Regions from separate parts of the Gossypium hirsutum genome. Here region 2 is linked to region 1. Evidence: chromatin contacts called from public Hi-C data. All regions are on one chromosome and are shown on one strand. The core of a region is the stretch at or near the end of the contact, and the rest is flanking DNA. Distances in the headings are between cores, read along the strand shown. Region 1 has its middle 20 kb from the start of LOC107918640. Region 2 holds the start of LOC107918831 (truncated transcription factor CAULIFLOWER A-like).

Region 1 (4,207 bases), core at 982-3,481:
GCCTTAAGGTTCTCTCCCCAATGATGATATGAAATTGATGTTTAATCTAATTCTAATTACTCTTAATAAATGGCATTCAACCTACAAAAGAATTGGAATCACAACACCTTTCTTACCTATGCCTTAAGAGCATGGGTTTGATTTGATAATGGTTTTGGTTGGTACCCATTATTTTAGATGAGTGGCATACAAATTTTATTTATGCTACTAAATCAAGGAACCAAGGGCATAAAATTCCAGCAAATCCACCATTGTCCCTTTCACATACGAAGGACTATACCATATAAACTTCTCATATCCAATCTTTTTTCTTAGGTCCTCTTTTTTGACCTTCTAAATCACAAACATGTGGGTTTTTGAAAAAGTTAAACAAAGGTTTAGGAAAAGACATGTATTATTGCCCATTAAAACTAGCACCATTCAAAGCATTGTTCCTTCATTTCCATCTTTTCTGGCTACAATTTGTATTCATGCATTACCAAGGAATTTTCTTTTTTCAATTTTATAAGCACAATTAAAGATATCTTAAGCAGAAGCAAGCTTTTAAAACTACAAAATTTTATGTTCTCCCTAAAAATTTATAATTCAATTTTCATATAAATTTAAGGGTATTTACTATCATACTAATCCCATTGTAATATATATATATGCGTGTCTATTCCTTGAAAAACTTGAAATACAACTTACATAGGCAAAAGGGTTTTATTAATTAGAGTATCTAGTATTGCATGTGATATGCTTTATGCTTTACCTTTTTAAGGAAAGAAAAAGTACCCCTTGACCACAAAAGCTAAATAGAAATGATCCATGGCTACAAATTAGTGCCCTCTGGCTATACATATGTATGGGGATTGATATAAATGCATAGGGTGGTATTTTGGTTCTTAGATTAGAATTTAAGCCGCTCTAAGTAGCATCTAAAGGAGAAAAGCCACTTTTTTTTTAATGTGATTAGGCATAATGGATAATTATTTGATATATTGACGATAAAATTTTTTAACTTCATAAACGAGATTAAACAGACGATATACCTCTTTAATTAATTCTTAAAATATAAAAAATAGATAAGCAGAACATATAATGCAAGGGCATTCATGATTCAAACCATACATATTACTATTTGATAATATTTCATTATTAGTTCGGAATAGTGTTTCAAACTTTCGATTTTCATCTAAGTAGCATCACATGTTGTAATTGGATTATTTGCTTATTATGGTATCACGTTATAAGTATGACAATGGATGAATATTTGTGATTTTTTTTTTGTAAAATCTTGTTTCTAATTCGTAAATTTACTTTAAAATTCAAATTTATTTATTATTTGCATCAAATCCGAGTAAAGTTGAATAAAATTTACGTCAAATATCCAAAGTTGTTAAACATTCTCATTTAGTAATTGTAAAAATATTTTTTAAATAAAAAATTTAAATAGTGAATTTGGATATCCAAATATGTTATTTATAAAAGTAAAGCGGATTAATTTGAATATTTGTTATCTAAATCCTGTAAAAAAGTACAGCATATTAGAATATAGATATGCCTTTGCTCCGAATTAGCTGATGATAATAATTAGAATATTTAAACTCAAATATTATCCCAATAATTCACACACAAAAATGGATACATGCAAAAGAAATCTACTAAAAAGAAAAGGAAAAAGCGGAATAATTCTACAAGTAAATTTAGGAGGTTGTGAATTATCTTTTATCATTAATATTATTATTAGCATCATCATTTATTTTTCATATATAATAAAGACATTTGATAGCATCCTATGACACCATCCAAAACACGTTTTTAGAGTTTTGTTTATTGCACTTATAATATAGGACCTAAAAAATAATTTTTCAAGTACATAAAAATTATCAATAACTCTTATATAATTTCTTGAAAAATAAAATTTTCATCATAAAATAAAATATTATTGTTTTTTAACTTTTAAGTTATGATTGAAATGGAAATTTGGTTTCCCTAAGGAAAGAAAAACCAAACAGTAGTATTTGAATCCAATGGTGTGAAGTTTGAACGGAAAAACTATGTATTTATGATTAAAACCAAGTACAAATTTCCTGATTTTAAACAATTATGATTGTGAAATTGGGAAAAAAAGAAAGAAGGGCATAAAAGGGAATAAATAGAAATTTAAGGAAGGGTTCATAGTTGTGCAGTCGACACGTGTAGAAGTAGCTGCAAGAGTCCAGGTTGTTGGGACAGAACTGTGGACATTCATATCCTGTAAGACAAGTTCTAAACCCAAGAAGAAAAGAAGATGTTCGATCGACTGTCCTAACCCAATCACTCCTCGACACGTTTCCTTATCCCCTGCTTCACTGTCTCCTTGATTGTGATTGCAATTGCAATTGCCTGCTTTCTTTTTCCTTTAAATTGTTTAATTATCAGGTGAAACTTGAAACTAGTGCTTTCTTTTTTCATTTTTCATTTTTTCGATAAATTAAATGGATTCTTGAGGCAAAAATTAAATGAGATATTAAGTTGATTAATTAATTAAAATTTTGTTTTTATGTTTTTATATAAAATTTATAAAAAAATAATTTAAACTCGAAAGCCATGATGAGACTTCAATGTTTTAGTTTTATTATTTCAAAAAAAATCCATTAGTCTTTTTTAATGTAATTTTTACATACAATTTCTTTTCAATCGTGTACTAATTTAGTATTTATTATATTTTTTTTTGATAATGTAATAGGGTGGGAGTAGGAGTATCACAGCTCGAATCTATGTCAAACGGATGTTTGACAAAAATTTTAACTACCACACTATGTAAGTCAAAGACAATATTTATTATTTTTATATTTAATAACTTTTTGTGTTATATTAACGACTATCAATCAATTAAAGGAGCTAATTGCATCAAATATCACTATGCTAATATCCAGATTTTAAATGAGTTTTTAAAATTCAAACGGTTCTAATTGAGTTATTGAAATATTAGTATTGTATCAATAGATTCTTTCATCAACCTATTTATCAATTTAGATATTAAATGCCCGTTCAAATATGGTGTGAAATATATTTAGGGTAAACTACACCCAATGTCATTAAACTATTACTAAGTTGATATTTTGGTCACTCAACTTAAAAAAGATAAAAATTGTCACTGAATTATTCAAAAGTTTTTATTTAGGTCACTAGACTATTAAAATTGCTATTATATGACCTTTGTTCGCATCGCCTACACTAATCAAAAGCATCCCTTTCTCGGTTTCCCTTCTCTTCTATAGTTTAGTTATTTTCATGAAACAATTTTAAACGTTATGAATTTGCGAGTCAAAATCTAAATAATTTTCTTCTCCGATCTTTGAAACTAACCGTTAGGTCAACTTGGGTCTAAGCTATATCTTCTACTCGTCGATGGGTATTAATCCACCGTACTAATCGTCGAATCATCCTTTAGAGCTTTCTAGCCAAGCTTTTTTTAAAAACTTACTAATATTTTAGTGATCTTGGGTGTAGTTTACTCATATATTTAAAACACGTAGATTAAATTGTAAATATATATATGCCTATTGACAACTTAGATCTAACACATTTAAAAAACAAACAATGTTAATAAATTTTAAAATAGTTAATTTTTAACATGTTAGATCTAAGTTGTTTATACAAAAGGTATTCACACGTTTTCAATTTGATCAATATATTTTAGTTATATTCTATGTCAAATTTGAGTTGACATTCATGAGGTGTTTGGTTTACAAATGTAATATTACTTATTGTAATAAGATTATTGAAATGTAAGATTATTTTAACGCATTATAGGTTGGTTACATTAGCCTATCTGGTTAAGTTGGTTGGAATGTAAAATTTTACTATTTAATTAACCTAATGTATATCTAAAAACATATTTTATTAAATTCTCCCAATAGAATTTGGTTTTTTTTTATTGTTTACTACATAAAGTTGTTTACTACATAAAGGTTAAAACTTGTAGTATTTTATTTTACTGATGAATAAATGCATATTTATCTGGTAAATAAATTCTATATCTCTTTCTCAAATTAATAATTGGAAATGGGGAGGAGTAATAAGCAACTATGGCTTATCTTTTAATTAAAGTGGCAAGAAAAGAAAAGAAAAAAAATGATTTTTTAAAACTTTTAAAACATGTTATTTGTTAATGGACTAAAATGATAAAAAAGCATGGTAAATTGTTATAAAAATAACATCTCAAAATTTAAAAGAAAAA
Region 2 (4,207 bases), core at 995-3,494, 190 kb after region 1:
AAAAAGACACATTATTCAGAATAGAAAAAAGGCTATTGAAAACAAAAAAGAAATCTACGCTTGTTGAAGGTGAAGTTTATAAATAAAGTAATTCCTTCTGTCGTGTATCCCCGATTAATACAACCTCAGATGCTTCAATTGCTGATTCGAGTATTGAGCGAAAGGTTACACCTATGGGTCTGTATTGTGGGTCAACCCTACTATACTAGTACCAATAGGTGGCATAGAGGAATAAGCACTACGCCTAGGAATCAACAACACGAAAACTTTGTTATTAATGATTCCCTTTCTTTATCGGGATCGGAACTAAGAGAAATGGTTGGGACAACAAACATCCATCTTGTTCGTACTTTGGATACCCAAATAACCATCAAAGATTGTTGAAGTAACTAATTTCTGGAAATTAAGGAGCGTTGAGAACAAAGAAATTGTTGGAGTTTACTTTTTTATTTAGTACGAACACGCTTGATGTTAACAAAAGATATATCTACTAATATGTACTAACTACCTTGATTTATTATGATTCATATTTTTTAAAAATGTTTTTCGTAAACTACACTTATAGTCACTCAAAAATAGGGTTTGTCCTATTCGGTCACTCCAAAATTTTTTCTCAATTTAATCCTTCTAAATAAGATAAGTATGTGAATTAGTCACCACCATTAAAATTTTTGTTTTCTTTTAGTAGATTGTTGATGTGGCACATTAACACATTGAGTGATTGACACGTGGTTTTTTTGTTGGCTTTTTACTAAAGCTTACAGACCTCATTATAATTAATCCAAAACTTTTTCTCCTAAACTTTAGTCAATAGTCAAACATGAAAATGTCATGTGTCTATCACTCAATGGGCTAATATACCATGTCAACAACCTGTTAAAAGAAAATAACAATTGATAGTGACTAATTTACACAATTATCTTATTTAGAATAAATAAATTGAGAAAAAAATTTGGAGTGACCAAATAGGACAAACCCTATTTTTGAGTGACTATAAGGGTGGGTTTGGATGAGCGATTGGGTGTGGTGCGGTGCGTTTAGCTTACTTTTTGTCTCATGTTACAGTATCGCTATAGTATCTAATCTCACCGCCACCCCTATTTTTACACTAACCGTAGGTAAACGCACCGCCCATCCAAACTCACCCTAAGTGTAGTTTACAAAAAATATTTTTAAAAAAGTATGAATCATAATAAATCAAGGTAGTTAGTATGTACTAGTAGATATATCATTTATTCCATTGAAATTGGTGCATATTGATATGAGTTTGTTTCGATGAATTGTTTCAAATTTATTGATAATTTTAAAATATATTTAATATATGTATATAAAATATTTATGCATCAAATGATGCACAATATTTTAATGAAAGTTTTTATCATTTATTACTATAACGGTAACAAAATGGAAATTTTATATTTATTAAATTATTCATGTATTAGTGTGCAATGTTTTGGTGAGCACGATCAGAATTGGGTGCAACAGGCTAATATGATTGATATGGATCAAAATTTTAATTGATGTAAAAAAAATTGATTACATCAATTTATTACTGCAATGATCATCCTATTAATTAATAATAAATGTATAATTTTAAAGACCACCAATGAAAATGAAACTAGATTACGTGTGAATTTTACCTCGTACGGTATTATTATTTTATATTTTAATAATTTGTATCATTTCATATTATTTATAATACCCACTACAAGATTGTTATTTTTCCAATAATAAACCTCTGTATTATAATTTATTTGGTTTTAAGAGAGAAAAAGAAAATCTCCGCCGTCAGCTGTGTGAGTGTGTGACAGCGAGGGTTCTCCGTACAGCTTCTGACGGTATCTATAGGCTGTATGAAGAAAACTCCTTATTTTTTTTAATAAAAAGAAGAAATAAAATTGTGGTTCCAACATGAGACAGTAACGACTGAACAGTCATGTTAACCAATGAGGGATCGACAGCACATTCTTAATAAACCACTCTGGTTTTATCTACAAACCCACTCCCTTTCCCTAAAACCACTTTTTTTTTCTTTTTACTTATTTTCTTTTTCCTATTTTTTCCCTGCATTTCCATTTCTATATATGTTGTGCATGTTTTCTCAGATACACTTCACATTTAGCAAAAGATTTTTTTTTTTCCAACTTGGGTATTTTAACTTTACTCCATCTTCCTCCTCTTCCTTCTTCCTTTTTAGGATCTGGGTTTTTTCCCCCCAATTTTTTAAGGTTATAAAAAAAGAAAATGGGGAGAGGTAGGGTTCAGTTGAAGAGGATTGAGAACAAGATCAACAGGCAAGTTACTTTCTCCAAAAGGAGAGCTGGGTTGTTGAAGAAAGCTCATGAGATCTCCATCTTGTGTGATGCTGAGGTCGCTTTGATTGTCTTCTCCCACAAAGGGAAGCTCTTTGAATACTCCACTGATTCCTGGTATTTCCCCCCTTCATTCTGGGTATTTTTATTTTTTGTAAAAAGTATTCTCCAAGGTTTTGAGAAACAAAGATAAAGTTACTTTTGTTTTTTGGCTTTTAAACTAAAATAGATGTTTATGAAAGTGGTTTTTGAGGCACTGTCATTAGCAGTTTCTCCTGGATTTCATGCAATGGTTATAACAGGTGAAAAAAAAATTAAAGAATATTACACAGTTCAGTAAAAAGTGTGACTATAACTATATCAGTAATAGAATTTACAAGTGTTTCAGAGATGTTGAAGTAGCAAAAGAATGGAAAGCTTTGAGGGGGAAGTTTGGCCTCATCTTGCTAAAACAAGGTTATTGACCAACGGATGATGAAGAAGAAGCAATAAAAAATTTCCCCTTATTTAAACTACAACTTTCTCAATTAGGAGAAAATACAAAGCATCCATTCTATGGACTAAATTATTAATACCAAGTTATAAAAGAAGGGAAAAGCAACACTGAACTTTGTAATAAATTTTATCTTCTGTCATCTCAAAAGGTAAAATCATGCTATCAAACATATTTTCTTCTAAAGATAGTAAAACAAAACCTAAAAAATATGGCTATGTTTTTTATGAAAATAAATTTGTTTTTACAATTTATTTTTTTGGTTTTGGAACAGGGTTACTATCTTTGTCATCTTCTCTCCTTTGGGTGTTTCCTTTTAGTATTCATATTCCTTAGTCCTTACAAGCAACAACTGCTATACATGTATCTTCTTCTTCTTCTTCTTCACCAGCTCTTAAGGCCTAGACCCTCTTTGGCTTTTGAGAACTCTTTCATCCAACAACTGTCCAAGGCCAAAAAGAGGTATCTTTTTGGTAGTTAGAAAATTACGGATTTGACAATTTTTGTACAGAGGGAGTAGGGCTAGGGCTCCATGAGGGGTAGTTCCACACCTCAAATTTGAAGATTCCTTTTTGAACCCTAAACAAGCTAATAAACTGCTTTCTAAAATTTATATATTCCAATGGGCTCTTCTTTTAGCTGATTTAGTTACATGTATGTCACCAATAGCCAGTTACTGGTTCAAGTGAGAAAAGGAATAAAGGAAAATTATTTATAAAGCTTGATAACTAGGAAAAGAAAACTCTACAATTTGTGATTCAAGTTCTTCAGTTATATATTATAGATATGGTGTCTGTCTATTTATGGTAATTATTTGAATTTAAATTAATTGATATTTGATGCATATATCCCTTTTTTTCATTATTTTGATTGAGAATAGTTATTTTTTAAATAATTTAAAATAAAAATATCAAAGCTTAAAATGAAATGAAGGAAAATTGAACACTTTGGATTAGGCTTTATGATTTTATATGCTCTGGACTTATGGCGTGTTTGATAAAAAATCGAATCTTTTTAGTGAATTGAAAAGGAATATTTTTTTAGAAAAATGTTTTGAGAATTTTCAATTAAAAAATGTTGAATAGTATAAGTAGATAGATAACTTATTTATCACTTCGGTGCTGTTGGCTAAAATGAAAAATTAAGTATTGAAAATTTAAGAATTAATTTTATGTTATAAAATTTGGTTGATATAGCACTTAACATTAATTATGGAATATAATTAAATAGTTTGATAATTACATGTTTAAAATTATAAAAAATTTATATATTACATTTTATCCTTAATTTAAAACATTTCACCTTATTTCAAACCAAAGTGAAATTTAAAATTTAAAATTTTTATAGGATAATATAATATTAAAATAAATGAATAAAATAGAATTAATTGAAAATATTCTCC

The links. Hi-C and Micro-C count contacts between places; a contact is called where the count stands out from the background.
Region 2: a contact with region 1 is called in a Hi-C map of leaf, with 2.2 times the contacts expected there. The contact joins the promoter of LOC107918831 here to the enhancer-like site in region 1. A contact is called at or near these places in 3 of 34 Hi-C or Micro-C datasets (hypocotyl and leaf).

What each region holds. Positions count from the first base shown.
Region 1 is chrD13:17,102,905-17,107,111 of Gossypium_hirsutum_v2.1, forward strand. No RefSeq gene overlaps it. Among protein-coding and RNA genes, the nearest start is that of LOC107918640, 20 kb to the left of the region's middle. Within about 2 kb of position 2,232, at least 1 of the 9 cell types and tissues checked has an H3K27ac peak or open chromatin away from gene starts, as enhancers often do. A contact at or near this core is called in leaf, where this site is marked.
Region 2 is chrD13:17,292,558-17,296,764 of Gossypium_hirsutum_v2.1, forward strand. LOC107918831 (truncated transcription factor CAULIFLOWER A-like) reads left to right here and starts at 2,245. Exons shown (of 8, transcript NM_001327154.1): 1 at 2,245-2,429. The coding sequence starts at 2,245.